Regions from separate parts of the Mus musculus genome. Here regions 1, 2 and 4 are each linked to region 3. The links are chromatin contacts, called in public Hi-C maps. All regions are on one chromosome and are shown on one strand. Each heading gives the region's core, a stretch centred on a gene start, on an enhancer-like site or on the middle of the called end of the contact. The rest is flanking DNA. Distances are from core to core; before and after follow the strand shown.

Region 1 (3,170 bases), core at 478-2,977, 860 kb before region 3:
TCAAGTGATTCTCTATACTTGTGAATTTGGAACCGAGTAGCTGATGTAGGAAGCTAAGACAGAGAGCTAGGCAAAGCCCCAGCCCCGTTTGGATTAGAAGCTTGTGCTGGGTCACTTGGTAGCTTTGCACCTAAAACAGGGAAGTTCTTTTTTCTGTGTGAATTTGAGTTTAATTTTAATTTCTTTTTGCTTTTAAAACCCTAAAATGATTTTAAATAAAAATTTTAATTACAAAAAAACCCTGTTATCTTATAATTACATTGTATGAAATTTCCTTAAAATTAATTTCCTTATGGTATATTTAGGTTTTATGATAATCTTTAGTTGGAGGAAACAAAGAAGATATGCATATATAATTTTTCTCTCTAGGTGGCAAAGTGAATATTTTAAATTCTCAGTTGAGCTTTGGATAAAACAAAGGCAAGCTGTGAGTTCTTAGCTAGTACTGACTGTGGCTTTGACCTGGAACCCAGAGTCAGTGCACTATAGTGTCTTCATGTGAACACTGCATTTTAAAAGCTGCTATTTCAAATGCATCGGGCCAGGCTTACATTTTCTTAAAGGAAACACAGGACTCTCTGTATATGTACATATGCTTGTGCTATTTCTGGATTCAGGACAAATAATGTATACTATACACAGGTGCATGCATGAGAACACATACAGTGCACACACTTTTTTTCTACTCTGTGAAGTCTTGAAAGATGGATTGTAACTTAATTTTGTAAAAGAATTGTAAAGAAATTGCTAGTAATCTCTAATCAGAGAAACAGAAGTACGGATGTGATGGATAAATGGGATTCCGTTATGGCCAACATCTTCATTGATCTTAACAGAATTGCTCTTTGCCTCCTGTGTCTGTTTTCTCTTGGCAGAAAGCCGAGTGAATTTGGAATAGAAAGAAAGGGAAAATCCACTTGGTTCCAAATGATGATGCTGTGCACCGGCGTGGGGAACGTTACCTACAAGCCAGCAGCAGAATTGCTGGATGCTTGCTTGCTTCTTCTTTAGGGAACAACTGAAAGTCCTCTGTGTAGCCAGGTCAGAACATCTTTAACTTTACACTACCCAGAGCTTAGGATAGCAATTTAAATCATCAGATTCTCAATCTTTTCAACACTGTAGCCCTTCAATACAGTTCTCCATGCAGTGGTTTTCGATGATATTTCATATCTGTAATTACTGTATTGAATCGTCATGTAAATATCTGTGTTTTCCATTGGTCTTAGGAGACCCCTGTGAAAGGGTCCCCAAATGTGTCTTACCACGAAAGTTGAGAAATCATTGACAGAGTAGTTAAAATTTTAAACTGAAAAATTTTAAACTATTTCTGAGTAGAATTTAGTCCACAATACTCAGGTTGGAAAGAAATAGTATCATGTGTCTTAAACAAATGCTGTTTTTAGTTTGATAACACATTAATAATTTTCCTAATTTGGAAACATACTATATTCATTTAAGTGTTTTCCTTACTTTGTTGTCATAGAGATATTTTCTAGAAAGTCTTATCATTTCCAAGAATTCTTTATCTTTAAACTGACCGCTTTTGAGTTGTTTGTTATACCCTGAGGTAGATCCTACAGAAGTATGTAGAAAGTCAGAAAGACACACTTGGGGGTGTGGGGATCATTGCTAGTATATTTCCTACCTGAAAGGGTTTCCTGTCTTCTGGCAGTGTTCAGAAACTGTCAGAAAGCAAAGCCGGGCTTTCTGACTGAAGTGAAGTGGGAAGTGGCCATAGATGGCAGTGTGGCTCACACTGATGTTAAAATACACCGTGGTGTGGCATTTTCATAGAGAAATTTCCAAGACCAAATCCATCCAAGGATATTCTCTTTGCATTAAAAGTTGACTTTTCTCCCTGAGCAGTTTATAAATATAGCATAGTCAGAAGTGTGCCCTGCATCTCAGAGCATCTTCCTGAGCACAAGGCTGCTAGAAGCTGGCTGCCTGGTGCTCTGGATGGGGTCTTTGGAAACTGGATTTGCTTTTCACACTGTCTCTGCAAAACCTCTTTCCATAGGTAACATCTCAAATTCTGAACTAAAGTGTAGCGTCCTTCTGCATCCTCCTTACCCAGCCAGCAAATCAAGACATTTTGTCTTTTCCAGTTCTGTCATGAATGGGGCCCGGCAACTGTTACAGGCAAGTGGCAAGAGGTGCCAATCATAGGTGGGAGAATTGAGGAACACAGTAGGACTCTGTGCAGGGGCCTTAGAGAAGAGGATAGCGTTCATAGAGTGAGCATGCCATAACCCCAGCCTGGGGTGCCGGTGTGTCGGTGTATGTTTGGCAGCCTGCCTGCTCTTGCTCTAGCTCATGTTTCCTGGGCCTCATGGGATCCATGCAGCTTTAAGAATTTTCTCCAAGTATGGATGGGTGTTGTCATTAGGTACAAATTTGCCTAAAGAATTTTATCAGTTCTCAAAAAAAAAAAAAAAGGTATAAAGACTCAGTCTCCCTCAGCACCACTGTCACGTGCAGATGGACAGTCAGACCTACCTGGTGGGGAAGGCTAGCTCAGCTGTTGGCTTGTACTCTGTCCTGTAAACTGGATATTGAATGCATTCCTGCCTGGGTGCCTAATGCTTTGGTAGGTCTAGGATGGTTCTCTTTCAGGGCAGAAAGAGGCATGATCGATTGATCTCTCTCTCTCTCTCTCTCTCTCTCTCTCTCACCTGTAGTAATAGACATTCTCTTGAGTTTAGCTCCTCAACCTCAGGCCTGTTGAGACTTTGAGTCGACCGTTCTTTCTGGAGGGCGGTGCTGTGCTGTGCCGTGTGCAGTGTTTACCAATACCCAAGTCTCTGCCAGCAGGCAACCTTTGCCTGCAGTTGTGACCAGCAGAAGAAGGACCGTGGATATTCCGGATGTTTCTTAGTGGGCTTTAAAGTATGAAGTCCTCCCTCTCTGTAGCATCTATCTATGACTCTCTTAGAGCCAGGCTATAGAGTTGAAAGATAACCCTTAACCAGCCTGTGTTTATTTCATACAAGCCGTGAGCCACGAGAGGCAGTGTGACACTGTGGACGGACACTGGCGTTCTGGCTGTGAATCAGCTGAGTGCTGCTGGGCACTTCACTGTCCCTCTGTGTCTTCAGCTCAGATGCAGGGCCAATCTCCATGCTCTGTAAGGGCAGCGAGCTCCATGCCTAACAGTGCCGACAGTG
Region 2 (3,245 bases), core at 158-2,657, 780 kb before region 3:
TATGTTCTTTCCTCTCCAAAGAGTGAGCTGGAAAATGGTGTGGTCATCTGTACCACTGCTGCCAGATCTCTGTGCATTTTAGAATAAGGCTCCCAAACAAAATGGGTGTCTAGGGCACAGCTGGGAAGGTAGGATGGCGTTACTGAAAGCATGCCTCTGAGAGAAGGTGAGAACCTGTCTATGCAGGTTTACTGAAAGCTTCGCTTCTGTGTCCCAACTCAAGTGGACCAGATTGGGCTCTCTGGCCAGGTGGCCTGAGTCTTGTCCTCTCCGAGCAGTGGCTTTGAATAAAGGGGCTTTTACTTTTACATAGGAACTGGTAGGACCTGGAAGAACCCATGTTCTAAAGAGCCCCTGCCTGTCTGCAAAGTCGATTTATTTGTAGAGAATATCTTCTCTGTGGGGTGTGTAGTCAGGCTGCTCTGCTCATGTCACGGACATCCAGCATAGGGGGGCATTTCTGTACACACCCACAGCATGGTATCCCACACACTCACTTGGACTATTTGCTTAAATTTGTAGGTCCTTTTTCAAATGTAAACTGAAATGCTGCTCTAAAGAGCCTCATATTCAAATATATCACTACCCTTTGTGAAAAATGAAACCAGAGCATATACTGTTTGGGTACAGGAAAGATTGTTTAGAAACCAATGGCTGCCTAGAGGTTGCATATTTAAGGTAACAGTCAATCTTTATTTTTCCCTATAGCAAACACAAAACAAAAACCAAAGCAAGACCTCCTATGTAAAAATTAAGGAAGGAGACTTCCTTCTGGCATCCCAGTAGGAAAAGGATGCTAAGGACTGAGCCGTGCATGGCCTGTCCTGCTGGGCGGATCTGATTTCCAGCTGGGTCAATTAGTATAAGATGCAGTCCACTGCTCAATGGATATTGGACCATATTTTGATACAAGACAATTTTTAAAGTTGCTCCTTTAATGAAGGAAAGCAAAGTATTGAAATAAAATGTTTAAATGTCAAAGGAAACTATCGTTCATGTATTAGTTCGTTCCTCTGGAGATACTAAGACAACAGTTGAATATTATGTGGTTAGCGGGATACGTGTTTTGGGTGCTAGGCTAGAACCAGTGGTGTTGAACATGGCAGGCACACACACACTTCAATACTGAGGGACACGGTCAACATTTTTGATCCATTTTCTGTGTCAATAAAGAAATGTATTTCAAATAAAGAACCATCTATTTCAGAATTTTTACACATTCATCCTAAAAGAACTCTAGTAAAAATGAAAATGAAAGAATTTTAATAGACATACAACATTTACTAAGTTGTTCCTGTGCATCCAATACCGTGTCGTAAGAATTTACACTGTTGGAGCTGGGGAGACAGTGCAGCAGGTAATGGAAGCTGAGAGACCAAGTGGCTTCTTTAGAATCTCATAATGGGCTTCACAGTCCCCTGATCTGTTTTGTTTGTCCCAAGCTCTGTGTAAATATCCCCCCCATCCGGCTTATCCCATCCAAATTTAAAGGAAAAACTAGGAGTGTTCCATGGATCCAGTGTCTGTCATAAGGGAACTTATTTATCTATAACATAGAACACCAGTCTTGGACAAATATCTTAGGGTCCCTTAAAAGTACCCATAACAAAACCCTACATGTTAAGGTAGTTGTTCCCAGGAAGCAGTTTATTAGGTCATCAATTACCTGGCCCTGTGTGACTAGAGGAAAGCCTCTGTCTCTCCTTGGCATTGCTGAATTCAAGGAAGACAATGCCAGCATTGTTGTGCTAGATAGGCTCCGCATGGAAGGTGTGGGTGGGGCTGGGCACTGTTGAAGGCATCCCACACTTAAATCCTCAGAAGCAGTTTGTTTTTGCAGTCTGCACTTGTTTGCTTATTTTATCTCTTTATCTTGAACGGAAAAACTCGAGGAGACTTGACATCATAAGAAGAGAATTGTCATTAAAGAAAGAGCCATCGTACTAATTGTAAACAGCCCAGGGAGTCCATTTGTAAAAGGAGCTTTAAGTCAATTAAATAAATAAATAAATAAATAGGAAATGGTCTCCACTGTTTAATGGGGCAATGACATGTATTTTAACCGGATTGCTGTGAAATGAAAACATTCCATTTCACCATGACATGAGACCAGTGAGGTGCTTTCCACACCAGTCATGCTTCTGGTTCATCCAGGGACGGAGTGCAGTCACACCAGTGGTGGAGTGCGCGGTGGGAATGGTCCTGGGCCTGAGGGAGCATGCCCTTAGCCCAAAGCATAAGGACTGGTGTTTTATACAGTCCCGCTAGCCAAAAAGCTATGATTGGAAGCCACGCTCAGCACAAAGCTCATTGCCTCCAGAGCAAGCGAGTCATGCCATGCCATGCAGTTTTCCCTGTGACACACAGTAGGCTCCTTGCCTTCCTCTGCTTTCGTGGTCAGTTCCCTACACCCAGTGACCCTGCAGGATTCTGGATGTACTACAGTGTAAGTTAACTGGGAAAATACCAAACAGTGGCCTCTGACTAGCTTCATTATTAGACATCAGAGAACAATGACATTTGCATGTGGAGTAAAGACTTGCATCCTGAACTCCCCACCCCCAAGGAAAGGAGACTTACAGATCTGCTAGAATTCTTAACTTGGGTGCAGCTAGTAGAGGGCAAACATAAAGCCAAGAAATGCAGAGTGTATGTCTCACTCTGCTGTCCATGTGGCTTTTTCCGGTTTTCTTGGAAGATTCTCCATATTTTCTATCAAAGCTCAAAAATAAAATTGGATGTTAGATGAGATACATCTAAAAATCTACTTGTTAAAAGGCCATTTAGCCCAATGGATCACTCATACTACATAATATCAACCAGAGATCTTTACTCCAGGAATCTATATTTCCTCTACCCTCTGTATCTTTTTCTTTCCCTAATTTGAGATGGATTTCTATCACTTGGAAATGAGCTGGAGAGCACACGTGACATGCACACCTGCTGCCTGTCACTCAGCACACAATGATCTCGAGTTTTAGACAACTTGAGCTGTCTCAGAAATAAAAAGGAATGGAGAAATAGATAAATGCCTTCTGTTACCCTTGGATTTGGGGAGGAATGGTCTCCATCGTGCAGATGCTGCCTGGGCCCTTCAGAGGATGGGAAACTCCATGCTTGAGTGTTGAGCTGCTTTTCTTGCATGTACCCCATTCATTCCAACCAATCTCTGCAGGTTCATAGGGAATTCTGTAATTTTAATTATGTTTTTCTATTTTTAAAAAACTCATTATATGCCTTGAATC
Region 3 (3,069 bases), core at 537-3,036:
TGGTGAAAGTTGGTATTCAGAACCAAATACACGCTCTGAAGACCACCCTGAGACCCTAGTTACGACATCAAAAGCAGGTTTCAATCTTTATATTTAGCTCTAACAATGGGTATCTAAATCGAATTGTAATGATGCACACCAGGTATGGAGATAAACATTATTTGCATACTTTATTATTTATTTATTTATTTATTTATTTATTTATTTATTTATTTATTTATTTATTCATTCATCTATTTATTTAATCTTCATAACAACAGTCCCTCGGTGATATCATCGATGGGTAACTTGAGATTTAAGCGATAAAGGTTGCAGAAGCAGTTATGTAAACAGCGCCCTCTGGTGTTGGGAGGCTGCATAGCTGTACCTGAAACAGCTCTCATCTAGCCTATGATAAATTCACATAACCTATTTGCTCTTTAATTGCTTCCAATAACACACACAACATCTCAGAAAACAGACGCAGAGGCTCAGCTAGAAGGTGATGGAGGCTTCTAGAGTCCCAGTCATCACCCTACAAGACCCTTCGCAACAAAGTTTCATGAACTTGGCCTCCAGCGGCACATCCGAGATGCAGATTCCATGATGGAAGAGCTTTACTCTGTTTCCCTGGAGACTCTGGCTCAAAAGTTGCCAAATGAATGTTGATTTACAAGCGAGTAAGTGAGTAAGCTGTCCAGGATACACACCAAGAAGGGTTGCCTTGACAAAACTGCCTGTTAGGCTGTTAGATCCTGGTGTTGGAGGTTGGAAGAGCAGGGCTTCTGGCCTTGATGCCAGACAGTTGATGGAGCCCTCAGTGCCCAGACTGAGGCTCAAAGGCTGTGCTTCCTAATGCACCCCAGAGTTCCTTAGCTTTGTACAACAGCTGGCCAAAAGGCAGTTTCTTTAAAAAACTAAGTCAATCCAATGTAGGGTCCACATGGCCACTGAGTTGATGTTGTTGAGAGAGCTGGACTGTGGATATCCAGCCCTTCAAGCAGATGTTCTGGTTGGACCTCTTAATACTTCTTAATGCAGGGAAGACAGGTCAGGCCAAGGCAGCCCTGTGCCCTGCAGGCTGGCCCCCTGAGCACTGAGAAGATTCAGAAATGCTGCCATCTTGTGGCACCTCCAGGCCAGAGCAAGGTGGTCCCCAGCTCCATCCTTTAGCAAATCAAGCCCAGGTCTCTCTCTCTCTCTCTCTCTCTCTCTCTCTCTCTCTCTCTCTCTCTCTCTCTCTCTCTCTCTGTTCCTCTCCCATCTTTCCCCAGCTGGACATCAGCAGAGGAAAATTTGTGTGAACACAGTTTTGAATCTTTTACATTTATTTCCTGAAAAGAACACAAGAAAACCCTCTTTTAATTCTTAGGACTCTTCTGACAGCATGCTCTGTCAAAGTCTGCCAAGGAGAGGCTCTCACATCTAGGGCAACATCTTGGACCCAGCTCAGGAAAAAAGCAACAGAACCCAAACATGCCTACAGATCAGCCTGTCCTGATGAGGACTTGAGGCTCTAAGAATTCCAGATTGGACATGAGAATTCCTCTCAGCCTCTGAAAGCTTTGATCACAAACTGGATAATACCACACTAAAATATTGATCTGAAATGATTGTACCTGTTGGTTAGGGAGTCCAGATTGTGGTCCCTTGGGTTTCTAGATGGAGCTGGCACTTGATATGCCCAAGGAGACTGCATTGTGACAACATAACATTCGGATGCTTGTTCATCCTCAGCCTCTGGGTGTCTGCAGCATTCTAAATAAACAAAGTCCAGACAGGCGATCTGTCAGTGTGACTCAGGGCTGCAGGGTTGCACACTCGCAATCACAGAGCCATGAATGAGCAGGTCTGCCCACCCACTCCTGCTCTGCCCGCCCATGGAGGCTGCCTTGGGTAAAACCATCAAGGTGTGGAAATTGAACTTGGTACACACAGTCTCAACCCCCACCCCCACTCCCCAGCTCTCCTAGAAGTTATAGATCCACAGGGACCAGGTCTCTAAAGGAAGGGGTTGGGAAACAGGATGATAAATTATGACAGAAACAGAAAACTGGAAAGCCGGACGTGATTGTGTCATCTGTAATCCCAGCATGAATGCTGCTGAAGCAAGAGGACTGGCGCCAGTCCGAGGCCAGCCTGGGCTACAGACTGAGACTGCTTCCAAAAGAGAATGGGAAATGCTGTGAATATTACTGGAGGGAAAGAATAGGAAGGAGGGAGAAAAAGAAAAGGAAAAAGAAACCCAGATTGGACCCTGTGAGGGCCTTCTGCGCACTGAACTGAAAATATGAGCATTTGAGCTTAGGGGCAAGGGACAATTCATCCAAACGCTTGCTAGTCTACCCAGCGAAATAATCAGATTGAACCTGACAACCACAGTTATGTAACACAAAAGAGAGCCTGGGACTAAGAAAAATGGGGTATCAAACTGCTTACTTAGTTTCCCCCGGGGGTCAACAGCAGGGTCCAAGAACTCTACTTCTTTAGGCATGAAGCAGATGCTAGATACAAAAATTAGAGACCTCTCCTGAAACATTGCCCCAGGCCTGCTGGGCCCATAGCTCAAAAAGGGAGAAACTCAAAAGGGTGCCCGGTCCCGAGTGTCAGAGCGGGGTCCACAGCGCACATGTAGCTGGTCCGGGGCTTCCTGTGGTTAGCTCTGGAGTTTATATAGGCTGTCTGTTTCTCCCATCCCCATATCCCCAGGAAGAACACTACATCTTCCAGGAAAGCCGGCTGTGGGTTACGGAACATCCTTCCGGAAGATAGAATGAAGCAGCTAGTACTAGAGGACAGGAGTAAAGAGAATGAACACCCTCCTCCAGACACAGCTCCTCCCACTCCGGTTGTGGTTAGATTGACCAATGACTTTGCGCAGAAATGACCCATGTGCCTTTCACATCTGAAGCTAGACATCCGAAATTCTTTCCTCGGCTGTTTGAAATTCGGACTATTTGATATGATGGTAGCTCCATCAGTCTACTTGGCTCCATGATTCCCGCTACCAATATGGGATGGACTTGGAGTATGTCCACAAATAAAAACCGAGAAAAAGCGTTATGTTTCTTAGGGTGTGTTCCCGCACTG
Region 4 (3,577 bases), core at 1,071-3,570, 1.0 Mb before region 3:
GCTTTGTGCCCACATTTCTCCCTGCCAAAGGTATTTAACATCAGGCCCACCCTGAGAAGGGAGGGGGGGACACAGTCTTACTCATCCACTTTCCACCATGACAATAAATGTCTCAAAATCATGGACTACCTCTTTTCATCAGGATCTACTGTGGGGAGCCATGGAGAAAGCTTTCACCTATAGACCCACCATCTAATCTTCCATAGAAGGCCTCTCTATGTTCCCAGCCACAACCAAGGCAAGCTCAAGCCTGCTGCTGCCATCAAGCCAAGAACTCCCACCATGGGACCACTCCTCCCTCTTTCCCCCTCCCCCAAGCCCTGGGCTAGATCCAGCCCACTCCACTCTCAGCTCTTCTGCAGCTCCCAACAGTGCCTAGGTGTCCAAGAGCCTGAGAACCAAACGGCCCCTGGCCTCATTGCAGGCCTGGGACCCCCAGACTGAGCTTCCCCACCCCCAAACCCTGGAGCAGTGTCCTGGGGCTTCCCAATGGCCTAGCACCCACCCAGTGACAGTGGTGGGTAAGGGTGGTCTAACTTCCTGCATCCTGCCTCCCCGAGCAGCTGAGCCCTGTGGCAGAGCAGACATGGGACACATAACCCTACACTCTTCCATCTCCTTCTCACTCTGGGGGACCATGTCTATATGGCCCCTTTGTGTAACACTGTACAGGCCATATCTGCTATCTCCCACTTAGCCTGGATCATACCAACAAAAATGAGATCCACAAATCTAAAGGTAGCAGCTTTGAGCTTCCCAGGATCTGAAAGACATACACTCAGTACTGGCCACTGCCTCCTTTCAAACATCTTTTCTGCGAGATTAAAATAATGGGCTGGGCGTGGTGGCGAACGCCTTTAATCCCAGCATTTGGGAGGCAGAGGCAGGTGGATTTCTAAATTCGAGGCCAGCCTGGTCTACAGAGTGAGTTCCAGGACAGCCAGGGCTACACAGAGAAACCCTGTCTCGAAAAAAACCAGAGAGAGAGAGAGAGAGAGAGAGAGAGAGAGAGAGAGAGATTAAAATAATGGGCAAAGAACGGATATTCATAGCAATGCAGTGCGAGTGTGGAGGACAGAGGAAACCTCAGTTGTCATTCCTTAGCCACTGTGCACCTTGGTGTTTGAGGCAGACTCTCTCACTGGCCTGTGAATGAAGATGCTTGGCCGTCAGATCCCAGCACTCTGCCTCACTCTGCCTCCGTGGGGCTGAGAATTTAGCACCACGAAGCCCTGCTTATTCCTACATGGATTCTGATGATCAAATTCAAGTCTTTCAGTTTGCGAGGCAATCACTTTACTGACTGAGTCATCTGCAGCCGCCACCCAGTGACTCCGGACAAGCGTGCACATTTGTGGCTAATCAAGACCCTTCCGGAGAAGATGGACAGAAATCAAGCATCGGGGTTCTGCCATGGATTGAGACGAGCTGAGAGGTGGTCTGTCCTCAGCCTGGAGACAGCAGATGGGGAGTCTGTGCATCACAGCCCAGGGCACCTCGGCTCACCTTGTATACATCATGGCTCTGTATCGTGTGGTCAAACAAGCTGTACAGGTCGTTGAGGAGCTTCACCACTTGCAGGGGGGAGCTGAGGGAACACAGCTTTGTGAACCCCACGATGTCAGAGAAGAAGATGGTGACAGACTCAAAGTGTTCCGGTTCTACAGACTTTCCGGCTATTAGCTGTTCTCCCACGAAGCTGAAATCAGAGAAAGGGTAGATGGGTCTTAACAAACTCATGCTTGTTTCCGCTTCCAAGGCTCTTGGCAGAGCCGACCCTCTGCAGCCCCTTCGGCTTTGGTGAGCTAGGTTTTTACTTATTAAATTTGCCATATAGAGGGACTTAATGACACGCATTTATTCACTTGGTGTTTTCTCTACAGAGATTTTTAAGTGGTGGCTGTAATCCGCAGGAAAGGGTGGAAATCGGGGACAGGTCACAGCCCATAGGTTGAGAACTACTGCTCTAGAAAGGTATGGGCCATTAATCTCAGCACTCAGGAGACAGAGGCAGGTGGATCTCTGTGAGTTCAAAGACAAACTTGTCAACACAGTCAGCTCCAGGGCAGCCATGGTTACATATTGAGACCCTATCTCAAAATAAAGAAAATAAATAAATATTCCCCTCTTCCACTCTTCTGGTGACATGCAAATGCACAAACATTTCAAAAGTAAATGCTTCCATCTGGAGGTCAGAGGATGCATAGGTGGAAAGAGAAACAACGTTGAAGCTTTTTTTTTTTTTTTTTTTAGTTGATGCCACAGGCACATTCTGAGCTAGACAAAGGAGACATGAAGCTAGCCTGCCATCTAGTGGCTATATCCTGTTACTGCATTCACCACTTTCCACATAAACCACACTTGAATTTTCTGTGGTTTGTTTGCCTGTGTTTTCATTAATAAGGTGAATCGACTTGCCAACTTTTGCACATACATACGTACATACACACATACATACATATACATACATACGTACGCATATGCATATATATGTATGTATATATATATATATATATATATATATATATATCCCTTCCTCAGTCCCTCCCTCCATCTCTCTCCCCCTCCCCCCCCCCTTCTCTCCCTGCTTGGCCCCCTTTTACAAAGCTTGATATCCTCTTAGAAAAAGAACAATGGAAATATGTTGCGTTAATTTTTTTTATATAAACCCATTGCACATTATCGCGGGTTACAATGTGCATTGCTATTGATATGCGGGTGAGGGCAGGCAAAGATAAGGCTAGAAGCCTCTGATTGGGCAGTGGGAAAAGAAGGCGGGCTGAGAGTTTTAGAGATGAGACAGAGAGGGACAGAAGAACAGAGAAGATCACAGGTAGCTATGAATGTCATAGGAAAGATGGATTAATATACAGGACAATTTGTCCAGTCTAGGTTGGCTCTCAGTTCATTGTGTGGGCATTTCGTGGGTTGAGAATTTACTGATATAAATCTGACTGATAAATTACAAGCCTCTAGAGTTTTACTGGGTTACAGGGATTTATGACAGCTAGCCACAGTGGTTGGATGACAGAAAACTGTGCAAACTGCGGGAATGAACCGCGGGAATGGAGCCGGAGAGTAGCAGGCGATAGCAAGGATTGCTTATTTTTTAATTATTACACACAACAGAAATATTTTTCCTGCTCAGAGACACTAAGACAGGGCAGCTTATCATCCTCGGGTTGTTTTTGGCCTGCCCAACACTGCTCCTAAATACCTTGGCAACATGGTAGACAGGAGTTTCTCCACCTTTCTTTTCTCTGCCACCAACTCGCGGGTCCGCTCCTCTACCACTTCCTCCAGGTGATTGGCGTACGTTTCCAGCTTCCCCATCATGCTATCCAGGATGCTCACGTGGCTTTAAAAGAACGCACGTGTTAGCGTGCTCTCCCAGGAACCATCGGACCACAGTGAACACACAACTCCTAAATACCTATCCCACAGAGACATTTCTTGCCTTAGTTAGGGTGTGCTACTGAGGACTGCCCGTGGCAGTAGCGAGTCCCCGGCCCTGAGCTGAAGCGGCGCCCTTGGTTCCTCTGGGCCTCAGTTTACTCCTCTGAAAAATGTACCTTGT

The links. Hi-C and Micro-C count contacts between places; a contact is called where the count stands out from the background.
Region 1: a contact with region 3 is called in a Hi-C map of the N1E-115 cell line, with 9 times the contacts expected there. The contact joins two enhancer-like sites. A contact is called at or near these places in 1 of 39 promoter capture datasets (the C10 cell line), 3 of 15 datasets of contacts at CTCF or cohesin (the NIH/3T3 cell line, large pre-B cells and pro-B cells), 77 of 484 Hi-C or Micro-C datasets (the 3T3-L1 cell line, the AML12 cell line, B cells and 47 more), 4 of 115 datasets of contacts at active chromatin or transcription factors (astrocytes, bone marrow-derived dendritic cells, embryonic basal ganglia and 1 more) and 1 of 9 other capture datasets (embryonic stem cells).
Region 2: a contact with region 3 is called in a Hi-C map of the N1E-115 cell line, with 4 times the contacts expected there. The contact joins two enhancer-like sites. A contact is called at or near these places in 1 of 39 promoter capture datasets (the C10 cell line), 3 of 15 datasets of contacts at CTCF or cohesin (large pre-B cells, pro-B cells and stem cell-derived epiblast-like cells), 46 of 484 Hi-C or Micro-C datasets (the AML12 cell line, the AtT-20 cell line, B cells and 28 more), 2 of 115 datasets of contacts at active chromatin or transcription factors (embryonic basal ganglia and embryonic stem cells) and 1 of 9 other capture datasets (embryonic stem cells).
Region 4: a contact with region 3 is called in a Hi-C map of the N1E-115 cell line, with 4 times the contacts expected there. The contact joins two enhancer-like sites. A contact is called at or near these places in 1 of 15 datasets of contacts at CTCF or cohesin (embryonic stem cells), 3 of 484 Hi-C or Micro-C datasets (the N1E-115 cell line, embryonic stem cells and pro-B cells) and 1 of 9 other capture datasets (embryonic stem cells).

Annotation. Positions count from the first base shown.
Region 1 is chr19:55,339,839-55,343,008 of GRCm38.p6, forward strand. All of the region lies in intron 3 of Vti1a (vesicle transport through interaction with t-SNAREs 1A), which reads left to right. Among named protein-coding and RNA genes, the nearest start is that of Vti1a, 25 kb to the left of the region's middle. Within about 2 kb of position 1,728, at least 16 of the 459 cell types and tissues checked have an H3K27ac peak or open chromatin away from gene starts, as enhancers often do. A contact at or near this core is called in the N1E-115 cell line, where this site is marked.
Region 2 is chr19:55,417,219-55,420,463 of GRCm38.p6, forward strand. All of the region lies in intron 5 of Vti1a (vesicle transport through interaction with t-SNAREs 1A), which reads left to right. Among named protein-coding and RNA genes, the nearest start is that of Vti1a, 100 kb to the left of the region's middle. Within about 2 kb of position 1,408, at least 14 of the 459 cell types and tissues checked have an H3K27ac peak or open chromatin away from gene starts, as enhancers often do. A contact at or near this core is called in the N1E-115 cell line, where this site is marked.
Region 3 is chr19:56,200,870-56,203,938 of GRCm38.p6, forward strand. No RefSeq gene overlaps it. Among named protein-coding and RNA genes, the nearest start is that of Gm32028, 25 kb to the left of the region's middle. Within about 2 kb of position 1,787, at least 28 of the 459 cell types and tissues checked have an H3K27ac peak or open chromatin away from gene starts, as enhancers often do. A contact at or near this core is called in the N1E-115 cell line, where this site is marked.
Region 4 is chr19:55,204,646-55,208,222 of GRCm38.p6, forward strand. It overlaps Gucy2g (guanylate cyclase 2g), which reads right to left. Exons shown (of 21, transcript NM_001081076.3): 16 at 3,218-3,358; 17 at 1,507-1,699. Among named protein-coding and RNA genes, the nearest start is that of Mir6715, 14 kb to the left of the region's middle. Within about 2 kb of position 2,321, at least 8 of the 459 cell types and tissues checked have an H3K27ac peak or open chromatin away from gene starts, as enhancers often do. A contact at or near this core is called in the N1E-115 cell line, where this site is marked.